2 separate regions of the Arachis hypogaea genome follow, and region 2 is linked to region 1. Evidence: chromatin contacts called from public Hi-C data. All regions are on one chromosome and are shown on one strand. Each heading gives the region's core, a stretch centred on a gene start, on an enhancer-like site or on the middle of the called end of the contact. The rest is flanking DNA. Distances are from core to core; before and after follow the strand shown.

Region 1 (4,676 bases), core at 1,797-4,296:
TGGAGGATGGACACGAACTCCCACGTCTTATTCTCAATAAGAGCATTATATTCATCATCTATAGCCAATTTTTAATTCGGGTCATGAAGAGCAGACACAGAGTTACAGAATAGAGGGAATTTAGACACTAATGCAAGAAGGTTAAAAGACTTCTTAGGCTTAAAAATCTCATGTTGACTCCTAGTAACAGGTCCTGTGGGTAGACTAGATTGAGAGACTGGAGTTAGACAAGGAAGAGGCATATGTGGGAGAGTGAAAGTAGAAGTTAGGCTCGGTAAGATGAGCTCAGGAGAGGTAGGAAGGGGTGCGACCGGAGAGTTTGCTGGAGTAGTGAGATGATGGACTATGTAGGGAGATAGGCTATCGTCAAAAAATAGATAAGTATGATTTTGAGGAGAATGTACCTTTGCAAAGAAAAATTGCATCTCATCAAATAAGACGTGGCGGCTAATGATAATTTTTGTAGATGAAAAATCAAGGCATTTATACCCACGATGATGTGAAAGAAACCCCAAAAAATACAAGGAGTTGACTGGGGTTGAAGTTTATTTATGATTGTAGAAAGAATAAGAGGATAACATAAACACCCAAACACCCAAAAATGAGAATAAGACGGATCCTTTTGATAAAGAATGCGAAGAGGAGATTAATAGTGAAATAGTTTATGAGGAAGAATATTGAGAAGGTAAGTTATCATTTGCAAAACATGATGCCAAAAGGAAGGAGGAACGGAAGCATGGGCCAATAAGGTACGAACAATATTGTTAATCGTACGGATTTGTCTTTCGATTTTTCCATTTTGAGGGAATGTACGAAGACATGAAAGACGAAATGAAATTCCAGTTGCTTCACAAAAGTCTCAAAAAGGAACCATTATCAAATTCTGTGCCATTATCACATTGTATATTCTTTATGTCCCACTCAAATTGGGTTCGAATAAAAGTCTTGAAATTAAAAAATGTGAAAAAAATTTGTGATTTTTTCAATAAAGAAAATGTCCACAAAAGTTTTGAATACTCATCCACAAACAGGAGATAATATCTATGACCCGATGAATTTAAAATAGGTGACGTCTAAAGGTCACTATGTATAATATCAAATGGCATAATAATGTTAGAACTTGAAATATAAAATGGCAACTTAATATATTTTTTAAGAGAACAAAAATGACAAATACGAGTGTTTTTAATTGGATAACATTCAATAAATTTATTCTTTCTAAGAGAGTTTAAAACAGATGTTTTCGGGTGATTCAAACGGTCATGATAAAGAGATGATGCTAAAGTAACAAAAGTAGATTGAGATGGGATTGGATTTATGATTAGATTTATGATAAATATATTTTAATACTATCAATTTAATTATCAATAATAAATAATATATTACTGTTAAATTTATTAGAAGAAAAATTCGATGGTAATAAGTTTTAGAATTTCTCTAATTAAAAGTTTATATCTGCCGATAATTAACGGCGAACGAAAAAATCTACCAATAAATAGTTACCGATAAAATTTATACTATCAGATTTATTCGGCTATTAATTCGATGGTATCCAACAACTTTTTGTATGGGAGATTGCAACAGATTTGGATCGCAGAGTTTGAAGAAATTAAAACCAGGTGGAATTTTGGAATCATCATTCCAAACTAATAGTTTGAATCATGAGCCATGCATGGTATCTCTACATATTGAAGTTATTTTCATCAAGCTTTTTGGATATTGGAACAAGTGGTCGCTTATTAGTTGATGAAGATCTAGCCGTGATGAATGCAATGGTTGAAGATTTTGAAGTAAGAGATCGAAAAAAAAAATTTCAAGAACTTGAGGTTCTTGATATCATGTTATAAGCAAGAGTAGAACATAGGGCATAGATGAAAAACTAAGTTATTTGCATTTGAAGAAATGAGTATGTGTACTTAATGCACTTACAATTCTACTGCATTGCTTCATATATATATATATATATATACCAGAGAGAACACAACAGCACACTAACAAACTATAATACACACTGTAACCAACTTTAACTATCGTTAGCTTTATCATTATTTACACTAAAACCTTTTATAAGAATGATGATTCAATTTAAGCAAATGATAAATCTAAAAAATGTTTAAAAAAATTTGGATATTTACTTATGATTTTTATATATCTATAGAAACAATGAACATATTCAACTTGCAACATTAAGCAAAAAAACAAGAAAAAAAAATCGCAAGGATGAAAAGAGCAATTTTATACTACTTCTATAAAATGAGAACCAACTAAGATGCGCTTATTGGGGACAACATAAAACATTTTCAATAAAGCAACTTAAAGAAAACCTAAATATATAGAACAACTTAAGATATACATTGTTCTTCTATTATATTATTACATATCATAATAATAATAATAATAATAATAATAATAATAATAATAATAATAATAATAATAATAATAATAATAAGTGAAGAAAGTAGGTAGCTATATATGTGCATAGAGTAGTGTGTGTGTTTCTCTGTTTCTCCAATTAAACAGTATGCAAAGAGTGGCAAACAGGAAATAATTCACGTGGAAATGCTCACAAAGGATGAAGCGAAGGCGACGGTGGTAGGGTGGTTGCGGAGCCACACAATGGGGCTGTCACCCTCACCCTCACCCGCACGTGACACCACACCACACCACCCACACTCTCGAGACACACGCACGTGCGCCATCCATTCACCTTTCACCATTATATATTTTGATATTTGCAATATCCTTTTCATCCATTACCTTACTTTTTTCTACAAATAATACAGTATTCTTTTATTACAAGCTATTATGTCTAAATACTGAACATCTTAAAGTAACATTATTACTCTTATTTGCTACTTTTTTTCATATAATAAAAAATTATCAAATAATAACGTGGAATAACAGTTTTAAATTTCAGGAAAGCAAAATAGAATTTGTGTTAAGTATATTTCATACACAAAAGTAGACAAGATTATTGGTAAAGAGAAAGAGTACGTGTCATGAGTTGGTTGAATCTGAAGAGAAGGGGCCACGGACGCACGTGAGCATCTTTGCTTGGTTTCCTTTGTGGGGCCCTCTATAAACAGGGCCTCTCTGGCCCACGCAAAGCCCTTTCAACTCATCAAGTGCACTTCCAACTGCTGCTTTGTTTCCTATTATTGTTCCAATTAATTTCTATCCTATGCATTCCAATTCACGAATTTATTTATTTATTTACTCAAATTTTAAATAAATCCTTTTTAAGAGATAATTTTGTTTAAGAAACAAATATTTAAATTGTGGTTGAATAGTTTTACCAGTTTTTCCATTCACAAAATAGTTTACTAGCTCATAAAGAAAAAAATATCAAGTTTGATAATTATTTTTGTAATTATTATTTACTAGGTTTTATCAACTCTTTTGATTTTTTTTTTAAACTAACTTTTAACTTTAAACCACTTTGTTTATATGGACTTCGAAAAATCCATTTGTGAAACAAGAGAAAATTACAGAATAAAGATAAAAGGGAAAAAAATTAAGTGTGCTAAGCTGGGACAAGTCTACCAAACTGACTTGCCAAACTAAAGAGTAGCGAGTATTACAATTAGTGAGTAATATATATATATATATATATATATATATATATATATATATATATATATATATATATATATATATATACGAAAATTAAAAATTACTATTTTCAAACACACTTTTTACACTTCTTTCAATTTTTTTGTTATTTTTTATTATTTCTTTATTTATTTTATTTTTGCAACCCATATATATATATATATATATATATATATATATATATATATATATATATATATATATATATATATATATATATCGATTAGTTTTTGTTTCTATCACAAAACTATGTTTTTATTTTTATTTTATGTTGTAAATATTGTTGTTCGTTCAAAATTACTTTTTATTTAAAAATTAAGTTAAAACTGTTATTCTTTTAATAATATTTGCAGTAATTTGAGAATAGATATTATGATGAATAATTCTATTAACGTTAAAAATTTTAAAAAAAGTGAAAAAAATTATATAATAATTTAATTATTTTTTATTTATATTAAATTATGATCAAATCTTTACTTTTATTTTTTATTAGATCAATTTTAATTAATTTTACTATTTTTTAATATATTAAACAGATTAGCTTGCCGCCTGCCAATCTATCATAAAACAGAATAAATTTGCATTTTAAAGACAGGTAACACCTCATGTTTTATCCTTTTCTTTTTCGGTTGATGTTTTATGTCTTATTATTTCTGACTCTATTTAGTTTTGTGTTAGACACTAATTTTTTTTTTCTCATCCAATGATAATAAGGCTTTTCTGACATGAAGTAATTATTGGAGAAAAGAAGGGTTTTTTTATTTGTTAAAAATATAATTATTACGTATTTTTTATTTTTCAATTTTAATTTTTGAGTTAAATTATTTTATGATATAGTATTATAACTTTTATAATTAAAAAGTTAAAATTTGATTCTTGTTAGTTAGTACTTTTCCAAAAAAAATAGTATAAAACAAAAAAAAATGTATTAAAAGTATAATTATTTATATAATTTTTTTTATTAATTTAATTTTTTAAGGAAAAAATAGTTAGTTTAATGACATTATTAATGTTTGTGCAAAGAGGGCTACCCTAAATCCTGAACCAACCCTATATGTGAAAAC
Region 2 (4,171 bases), core at 1,401-3,900, 150 kb before region 1:
TATTCATATCATTTTGAGATGTAAAAGTAAAAAAATAGAGAAAGAAATTTTGTCCTTCTGACTTTATATATGTATGCACTACAAAAAATTATTGAAATAACGATCGATTTTAGTGATAAATAAAATTAGTTGTTAATAGCGACCGATTTAACAATCAATTGATGTTTTTATATCAAAAAAGGGTTGGTCGTTAAATCTGTCATTAAATTGGCTGTCGACGATGTTAAAGAAGTCATACTTATTGTTTGTTCAATATTCAAATTTTTAATTTTTCTTTTCACCCAAATTAAAACAAATTAGATTTTTTTTAAAATTAAAAATTTTGATCATAATATATATTTTTTCCAAACTAAAAACGTTGTGAAGTTTAGGAGTTTGAAGTTTGACGGAAATGACGAACTTTATGAATTTTATAAAATTTGCCGTGACATATGGCGAATTTTTCCACCCAAAAAATTTTTGATTTTGGTATATAATCCCAGAATAATTTTTTTGTAAAAATAATTTTTTTATTTTATTCCAAAAAAATTTCCTATTAACTGAACTCTTTGTTTTAAAGATAAAGATGCCTACAAATAAAATAAATGGACGAAAAAATATATACATATAAAAAATTTGAGGTGACAAAAATACACATCACTTATACCTAAATAATAAAATATACTTCAGAGATTATTTTTTATGGACAAAAGTACCATGCCATTGAATTTATATTTACGAATCTTTAGTATATATTTTTATTCATCATAAAAAATAATCTCTCCAGTATATTTTGATATTTTTACATTTTAGTATTTTTTATCCTAATTTTTTTATATGTATTTTGGTCTATTATTTATCGTATAAAAGTATATGTTTAAACTTAGGATAGAAATATAAAAGAGCTTGTTCTAAACCACAATTATTTTGTATTTATATCTTTCTAAAATGTAAAAGTAAAAATAGAGAAGCAAATTCTACAATTGTGTCTTTATATAATATTTCAATGATGAAACACACAAAATTTTCTCATGCATCTCATTGGACATTTATACCACTAATTAATTACCATATTATCTTTTTCTTTTGTGGTCCAATTAGAGCACCAACAACGGCACCTTGACTATAGAAAAAGATAGACGAACCCAAATTGAAATTAATGAAGATACAGACTGATTTCCTAGTTTCAGGATCCTATCTGAAAATGTTGTATATCTACTTACCCGCTAATAAATAATATATTTAAGTATATTTTAATTAATTGGATAGATTAAGACATCTCTCTAATGCACAAGTCCCTTTTTCTCACACAATGCTTTCCCCTCACTCAATCTCATATGTATTTTTAAGACTTCAAGAAGCCCTAGCTAGATAGTAACCACTACCTCTCTTATAGCTATATAGTGCATTATGCCTACTATAAGGGAGTCAAACAAGGGTATATGAGTCCAAAGATTTGACTATATATAAAAATAAAACCCATAATTTGACCCAAAAAAGAGGGAATAAATTAATGGTGTTCTCCCACTTTCGCAGTTGAACCATCCAATTATGAAATGGCTGTGTATGCAACATAGAAAACAAGCTACGTAATAGTGGCAAATTGAGGTAATGGGAAACACAAACTGGGCACATTTTGTGGCATTAGAATAAAAACATCACACACTATGTTTATGCTCATTATCATCTTATTCAATTTTTCCATTCATATTATTAATTAGCTTAACTAATTCCAATTATTCTACATGTTAGATCCCAGCATTTTACTCCAGATGCTAAATGGATCACAGCCTCACTTTAATTTGTCCACAAATTATAAAGTATTAAACTTAGTGTACATACTTAAAAAGCATTAAAATTACACCATTAAAAAAAGTTTTTAAATTAAGTTTGGGATTCATTATCTAGCTATAAAATGATATCATAAATATTACGAATCTCACCTCTTTTAATGATAAGGTTCTAAAAAATTTATAAGTGTTCGATATTTTTTATCTCAGAAGTTAATTTTTAGGGTTAATTAGGCTCACTCGATTTCAATTCTAATAGAACTAATATAAAGTCTATCTAATTCAATGTTCTTAGTCACCTACTTATAAATATTTACACTTTAGACCGTTATTATTTTTTTAGTATGAAAAAAGGTGTACTATAATATTTATAAAGGTGCGATATGTCTCTTAATATAAGTTAATTTTTGAGATTGAATTATGCCTGCTTAATCTGATGAATTCTAATAATTAAACAAATTTTGAAAAGAAAATTATTGATAGACAAAAGGAATAACCCACACTGAAAAAGAAAGGAAGTATGTGTATATAAAAATGAGAAGTTGAGAAAAGTCAACGGTCAAAGATTTGCATTACTATGTATGTCTCCCACACATAAGAAATGACATTCCCAAAAACCCTCTCCCACTTGGGTGCGGGCCTACGTGCTGCCTCGGTGCACCCGCCTTCCCGCAATCCCTCCTCCCCACCAACCAAGGTGGGTCTCTTTATTACCTCACTTTCTTTTTTCTCTTTCTATTTATTTTGCTGGGATCGGAGCCATCCGATCATATTACCGGTCGGCAGTTGACCGTTGACTTTTGAAGCCATAGGGTGACAAACACGTGATGGCTGCTTTTTCAGCCCATCGTGAAGATAACAATAAAGTTTAGCCTCTTTACTCTTTAGGATATATTTCATTTGATGATTTTTTTTTAATTTTTAAAAATCTTAGTTTGGTTGATGAGTGTATGTTTTAAATATCTCTTCTGATTTTTTTTATATGTTTGGAAAAGTATTTGTAGTAAAAATTAGAATCAGTAAAAATACATTTCTTAAAAAGAATGTAATTTCATCTTCTAAAAAAGTTCTTTTTTTATAAGATAAAAATATATTTAAAACTAAAATAAATTTAAAACAAAAAATTAATAAATTTTTAAAATTTATTAAAAATCATCATTTGATTTATTAACAAATAAGAACTATTATTGCGATTTTTAATATTGAAAAATTAATATAAAATATACTCCAAACTTAAGTGCTATATAGGAGATAAAAACATTATTTTTTTTTTAAAGATTAGAAGTAACAAATAGTCGCAACGTAGCAAAGTAATATAAAGATTTTAGCTACACAATATCTTAGATTTTGTTTTTACAATTAACAAATCTAAATATAATTTAATGATTTTATTAAGCTTTTTTTCTAACATTTGCTCAAGTGTACTTTAATATGTTAAGGAATTTTTTTAAATAATATAAACAATCTAAATGAATTTTGAATTTGAGAAAGCGTCAAAACAATTTTCGAATTTAAATCTAAGTAATATGTTTACATTATTAGAAGCACAACTTCAAGAGATAGCTTACCTCAAAAAATTTCGTCCATGTTCCATAAGTGAAAAAAAGTTAGGGCATATTTGGATGAGTTTTTAAAAAAAGATTTTTTTTTAGTTATCTTTTTTTAAAAGATCTTATGAAAAAGTAAAAGTAATTTTATATTTGGATATCTCGTACAAAAAAAGGTTTTATATATCAATTATATTTGAGTATAACGATATAAAAATATTTATTTATTTATTTATTATTATATGAAAAATATTTTTTTTTAAAAAAGATCTTATAAAAAAAGATGTAAATTATAGTTTCTTAAAAAAAAAATTTTAATTTTTTTAGTGCTTTTATTTTTACTATTAGAAATTTGACAAACATATTAAAAAATAAAAAAAATTATTAAAAAAATCTTTTTTTATTAAAATAATAGCACCCAAATAAATACTTAATATATATATATATGTTAAGTGAAAGTTGCAGTTTGATTAATTGTTCAAAATGAGTGTATTCAATAAGTTAAACATTTTTCAAAAAGTACAGTTTTTGTCACCATATGTAAAGTACAATACAAAGTCATCTTAAAATACAATGACACAAATACAAGTAAAAAATATATTTTTTTATGCACATTTTAAAGAACAATGAGACCAATATAAAAGTAGATTTTCAATGGAACTAAAGGTGTGTTTGTTTAAGGTAAAAGTGGGAGGAAAGAAAAGAAAGAAAAAGAAATTGAAAGAAAATTAGTTATTTTTTTTTATTTGATTGATGAGAGAAATGAAAAAAGAAAGAAAATGGATATATAAAAATTTATTGGTAGGATCTATTAATTTTTTTTCTTCCAATAATAAAAAAAATAAAAAAATTAAT

Evidence for each region. A called contact is a pair of places that touch in the nucleus more often than the background predicts.
Region 2: a contact with region 1 is called in a Hi-C map of leaf, with 1.9 times the contacts expected there. The contact joins two enhancer-like sites. A contact is called at or near these places in 3 of 8 Hi-C or Micro-C datasets (leaf and an unstated tissue).

Annotation. Positions count from the first base shown.
Region 1 is chr3:26,340,266-26,344,941 of arahy.Tifrunner.gnm2.J5K5, reverse strand. No RefSeq gene overlaps it. Among protein-coding and RNA genes, the nearest start is that of LOC112775241, 24 kb to the right of the region's middle. Within about 2 kb of position 3,046, at least 3 of the 3 cell types and tissues checked have open chromatin away from gene starts, as enhancers often do.
Region 2 is chr3:26,491,905-26,496,075 of arahy.Tifrunner.gnm2.J5K5, reverse strand. No RefSeq gene overlaps it. Among protein-coding and RNA genes, the nearest start is that of LOC140183347, 42 kb to the right of the region's middle. Within about 2 kb of position 2,650, at least 1 of the 3 cell types and tissues checked has open chromatin away from gene starts, as enhancers often do.